2 separate regions of the Sus scrofa genome follow, and region 2 is linked to region 1. The links are chromatin contacts, called in public Hi-C maps. All regions are on one chromosome and are shown on one strand. The core of a region is the stretch at or near the end of the contact, and the rest is flanking DNA. Distances in the headings are between cores, read along the strand shown.

Region 1 (2,700 bases), core at 38-2,537:
AGAGAGGTAGTGGCAGAAATAGCAGAAAGCGGCACTATGGAAACCAAGGAGAGAGTTAATGGTGCTATTTTTTAAATGTAGAGTTTTTTCCTTCTCCAAAAGTTTTAAATTTCCTGAAGGCAGGGACCATATCTTAAATTTCACTTTATTTTCTTCAGTGCCCAATTCAATAAAGGGAACATAGTAAATGCTCAATAAATTCTCAGTGATTCAGTCTCAGGTACTATTCACCTATACCAATCTAAAATGTTTCTTCAGATAAACATTTAGAAGTACCTATGAGTTTAGTTAAATCGATTTTTATAGTCTGTATGTTCTACCTGCAACAGCTTAGAAATGAGTTCCAAAACCTTACTTACTACTTATTGAGAGCAATCTTTGATACTAAAGATGACAGTGAATTTTTCCTTTACTACCATTTGTAAGAAATATGTTATGGGGGTTCTCGCTGTGGCTCAGAGATAATGAACCCGACCAGTATTCATGAGGACGTGGGTTCAATCTTTGGCCTCGCTCAGTGGGTCTGGGATCCCCGCCTGCAGTGAGATGTGGTGTAGGTGGCAGGAGCTAATCTGGATCTGGCCATTGCTGTGACTCTGGAGTAGACTGGCAGCTACAGCTCTGATTCAACCCCCAGCCTGGGAACTTCCGTATGCCACAGGGTACGGCCCTAAAATCCGCACCCCCCCAAAACAAAAAGAATTATGTTATTATTGAACAAAGTTTAGCCCATTTTCCAAGCTTTAGCTTGCAACTTAAAACCTGTTGAGAGTACAGTATGGAGGTAGCCAATTTTTTCTCACAATTAACCATTAACCAGGTCAACGTGTTATAAAAGCTTTCATTTTATTAATAGTCACGAAACAACAACCTGGGTGATATACATTTAAGCCAATGGAAGCCATTTAACTGCAAATATTGTAATGATTCACAGAAAGCTAAAGAGACCTGTGTATTCACATGGGGTTTCGATGCCAGGCAATAGTTTTCTCTGAGGTAACAACACCTAACTTAAACGGCAGTCGTTGGTGGATTCGCGTCCCTGAGCTTAGAAAATACTGAATAAATGACCAAGACTACCGGAATAATCACCTCTACTTGAGGAACTATCCCTTCCTTCCCTCTACACCACACAGACCAACCTGCAGCCACTTTCCTCCAACAGAGAAGCCCCAGCAGCCCGCTCCCGCCTTAGGAAAAATGGTCAAGCTCCTGCTCTCGCGGGATCTGGCGCCTCGGAGTAAGTCGACTGGATCGCGCGCCCCATCTAACCCCCGCGGGAATACAGTTTCGCAGGTCCGGAAAGCCGGGAAATCGCCTGCGGGGGGCGGGGCCAGTTTGGTGTGCGGGAAGGCGAGGCCAGCTCCAGGGGGGCGGGGCAGGGGTGAGGCGGGGAGAAGGGCGGAGCTACCAGGACCTGTTGATCGCAGGTGTCACTGCCCTCACTGGCCCTGGAGTGCTGAGGCATGTGCGCATGCTCCGTGCGCTGGGTCGAGCTCTAGGCGGCAGAGACCAGTAGCCTCTGCTCCAGTTCCCGGTGAGCCTCGGTTACGGTGGCAGCTGTTTGTCTAACAGCTTGGTGTCGACCTGAGGCGGAGCTAGGCCAACGGGAGGTAGCTCTGTAGAAGTAGAAGGCCATTGTTTCTCTACCTGGACCGCATACTATTCTCGCTGAAAGGGCAGAGCTCAAGGTAAGTCTACAAAACTAGTCCCTGGACGAAGATCCTACGACCTGCTCCCACACGGGCCTGACTGGAATACCCTCATTCCAGCCTCAGACCTGGTCTCTCCCCTCGCAGCCCTGCGACCTCCTCCCCAACTCCACCCTCCTCGGGGCAGACTCAGGGCTCGTTGCCGGGTTTCAGGCGCCCGAGGTCATGCAGCCCTCCCGGTTACTCCCCACCGGGTCGGGGATTTGGCGGAGATGCCTTTGGCCAGGGTAAAGGCGCCCGCGCGGAAGGAGGGGGTGCTTTTCTTACTGGGTCTTGGTTGTTAATTGTTGCAGTGTTTGAGGGCGTGCCAGGGGCAGAAACTGCGGTCCCACTGGGTCGTTTAGTGCGTTGGGGTTACGAATATTATCCTTACTTGGCGCCTGCCCCTCACTTCCAAGCCACTGCCTGTCCGGAGCAGCAGCTTTTTAAAGGGATCCAGGTGGTTATGTTGGTGTCTTGGGAGAAGATATGATTTGTGAGAATCTTTGGGCTGGTGGTTTCTGGGTGGTAGTAATAATTTATAAAGTTAATGTTTAGCTTTTAAATGGCGACTTATGGGACGTTTACCAAACTACTTTTAAACATCTTTGAAGAACAGGAAGTACTTGCACAGGTGTAACAGGGAGGATTTGTTTCTGAAGCCTGCAAACCGAGCGTGCTCTGAGGTTTTGCTATCCTGCTACAGGTTTTCTTATCAATGCAAAGTCTGATTAATGCTTATAAATGTACTGCAAGGCTTTATTTGTTGGATAGCAGAGTTTGCCAAATGTTTTCTCATCTGGAAAAAAAAATATGTATATTTTTGCAAGGAGTTTTAAAAGGCTATTTCTGAGTGATACTTAAATTTAGGAGGTTTTTTATGATCATGGTCTGATTCGCTTTTAGTTCGGTTCTTTAAAGAAAAGCACTGCTAATTCTCCATATTTAAAAGGAGGAAAAATCGCTAACAGTTCAGATTGGAATGGACTTTTGGCTAAATTAACACTTG
Region 2 (2,700 bases), core at 95-2,594, 140 kb before region 1:
CACATTGAGACTCTGAAAATTTTATCAGAATTCAAAATTGCTTTTGTTTCAAATACAGTTAAATTTATTTAGTTCAGTTTTCCTTTTGTGACATTTAATTACATTTTTTTCTTAAAAAGAAAAAAACTAGGTCTCTTTCTTGCATTGCATTAGTTCTTTCTGCTAGCATAACTCAGATTGATAAAGAAGTGTTCACAAAACCATCCTCTAGAGCTAAAAATCACTAAGGAAAAGGCTGGACTGATATAAATAAAATGCTAATTAAAGGATCATACAAACCCTACACAATAAGTTTGTTTTTTAATCATACTTATAGTTTATTGATGGTCTGGACCACTGGACTACTTTTTTTTTTTTTTTTTAATAGCGGTACCCTCAGTATATGGAAGCTCTTGGGCCAGAGTTGAATTGGAGTTGTGGCTGCTGGCATACCCCACAGCCACAGCAATGCCAGATCCGAGCCGTATCTGTGATCTACACCATAAGGTTGGAGCAACACTGGATGGTTAACCCACTGAATGGGGCCAGGGATTGAACCAGCATCCTCATGGGTAGTAGTCAGGTTCTTAACCCACTGAGCCACAATGAAAACTCCTGGACTACTTGTTAATGCTTATCAGTGATGTCAATTATATTCCTTCATGTAAATTTAATAGGAGCTAAATAGATTTTGAATTCTACATTATAAAATATCCAACAAAATGTTACAATCCATTTCAGGTGGTATTACTGAAATAAAGAGCAAAGCAAAATATATCACTTAGAACTTTTGATTTAAAATTTAACACTTCAATTCACTAACTAATGTTATTGCCTTTATATACAGGGATTTAGTGTTAGCAAACTATTGCCCTCAGAGTATCCTAACATATAGTTTTCCAACTTTTGGTCCCAAGGGAAAATTGATTCCCCTTTCCCCAGGGAAATTCTGATTTAGTAGCTCTGGGTGGGGCCCAGGAATTTGTTTTTTATATATATACCCCGGGTGATTCTGATATCAATGGTTGTGAACTGCACTTTGAAAACAACTTTCTAACACACAAAACACTGAAGTCAGGAGTTCCCTTGTGGCACAGTGGGTTAAGGATCTGGTGTTGTCACTGTAGTAGCTAGATTGCTGCTGTGGCATGGGATCGATCTCTGGCCCAGGAACTTCCACATGTGGTGGACGTGGCCAAAAAAACAAAAAACACTGAAGTAGACTTTATTCTTTAAAACTCATGAATAGTTTTCCAGTTCATCCAATCAGGGACAGCCAGAATTGTAAACAGCACCTGCTTTCAAATGCTCTTGATGCCCTGTCTGAAGGAACAGGCCCTGAAGCGCTGATGTTGATGACTTTATTCTAGGGGCCCAGGAGGTGGCAGCAAACTCTCTTCCTGATCAGAGTGCGTCACAGGCAGCCATTCTAAAAACGTGTTGCAAATAATTTGCTTTAAAAAGTCTTCTAAATTTGTTTTTTAAATAGAAGAATAAAGAGGACTTTGAGATGTGATTTTATCTGGCCCTCTGCTTCTAATCAAGCCTGAGAATAAATATTTCTAGGTATAGAATGATACAATTTTATCATCTAGAGACTGTACAAAATTCTTTGGCTGATTTTTCTTATCTCTGGGGAAAGGGATTGTATGACTTCCCTTGGCCGTAGGGCGGTAGAGTCTCTTATCTCCAATCAAAAATGTTCTTACTAATAACAAACTGAAATCTCTCTGGCAGTAATGAAAACATTTTTATTTTGGGATCTAGACTAAAGGAGAATTTTGAAGCACTTTGAATGCTAATTAGCTTTTTTAAAATGAAAACAAATATGATTGTAAAATCCTCAAAACATTTATGGAGCACAGGGAAATATCCCAGTACTTTTGTTTGAACTTCACATTTAAATGAACGAATGGTGTGGTGGATTGACAAAATCAGTCAGAGGCTGCTTAAACCTTAGAGGCTGCTTAAACAGAACAAAGGGAGAGGTGGACCCACTGAGTACAGCTTTGATCCCATTGAGAGTATTGTTTTCAGGCCTTTGATGCACTAAAGTTTATTTCTAAAACAAAAAGGATGGTGAGGTGTCTGGAGGTTCTGTAAGAGGAGATATGTTCGTACATTTACCAGTGGGAGGAGGTAGAAGAGCTGGATATTTGAGGAAGTTTGATATGGATGAGAGATTAAAGGTCTTCATTGGTGAAAAAGAAAAACAGGACTAATGAATGGCAGTTACAAGATAGTAAATTTCAGTTTAACTTAAGAAAGCTTCAACAACTTGGGGGAAGGGATAGAGAAAGAACTAACATACATATTAGAAATTTCAAATGTGTTAAGGGCCTTAATACATGTATTTAATTCACACAACAACTTTATTCCAGCAAGTTCTCCTGCCCTCAGTCATGAGGGGCTCACTATCTCCTATCCAAAGCTCCCAGGTACAGCAATAGGAGAGGGGAAGGGAGGAGAGAAAAAGAAGATGACTCAGTGCTAGATGGAGGGAACTCTGCTCTGTATGGTTACTTGGTCCTTGCCATAACTTCAGGCAAAATCGGGTGCAGGTTGTCAGGCCAAGGCTGTGGTAAGGAGTGGGTAGTCAACAACTGTGGTTGGCAATGTAGATGAATTGTGCCACTCCGCCACTAAATTATCCTCATTTTTTCTAATTGATAAGGAATCTAAAGCTCAGAGAGCTTAAGAAATTGCCCAGAATCACCCAGC

Evidence for each region. A called contact is a pair of places that touch in the nucleus more often than the background predicts.
Region 2: a contact with region 1 is called in a Hi-C map of skeletal muscle, with 5 times the contacts expected there. The contact joins the enhancer-like site here to the promoter of USP53 in region 1. A contact is called at or near these places in 8 of 47 Hi-C or Micro-C datasets (embryonic fibroblasts, fibroblasts, heart right ventricle and 2 more) and 2 of 2 datasets of contacts at active chromatin or transcription factors (alveolar macrophages and skeletal muscle).

Annotation. Positions count from the first base shown.
Region 1 is chr8:104,559,298-104,561,997 of Sscrofa11.1, reverse strand. USP53 (inactive ubiquitin carboxyl-terminal hydrolase 53) reads left to right here and starts at 1,287. Exons shown (of 16, transcript XM_003357043.4): 1 at 1,287-1,691. SEC24D (protein transport protein Sec24D) reads right to left here and starts at 1,275. Exons shown (of 26, transcript XM_021100700.1): 1 at 1,143-1,275.
Region 2 is chr8:104,698,030-104,700,729 of Sscrofa11.1, reverse strand. All of the region lies in intron 2 of SEC24D (protein transport protein Sec24D), which reads right to left. All of the region lies in intron 4 of SYNPO2 (synaptopodin-2), which reads left to right. Among named protein-coding and RNA genes, the nearest start is that of MYOZ2, 90 kb to the right of the region's middle. Within about 2 kb of position 1,344, at least 33 of the 83 cell types and tissues checked have an H3K27ac peak or open chromatin away from gene starts, as enhancers often do. A contact at or near this core is called in alveolar macrophages, embryonic fibroblasts, retroperitoneal adipose tissue and 1 more, where this site is marked.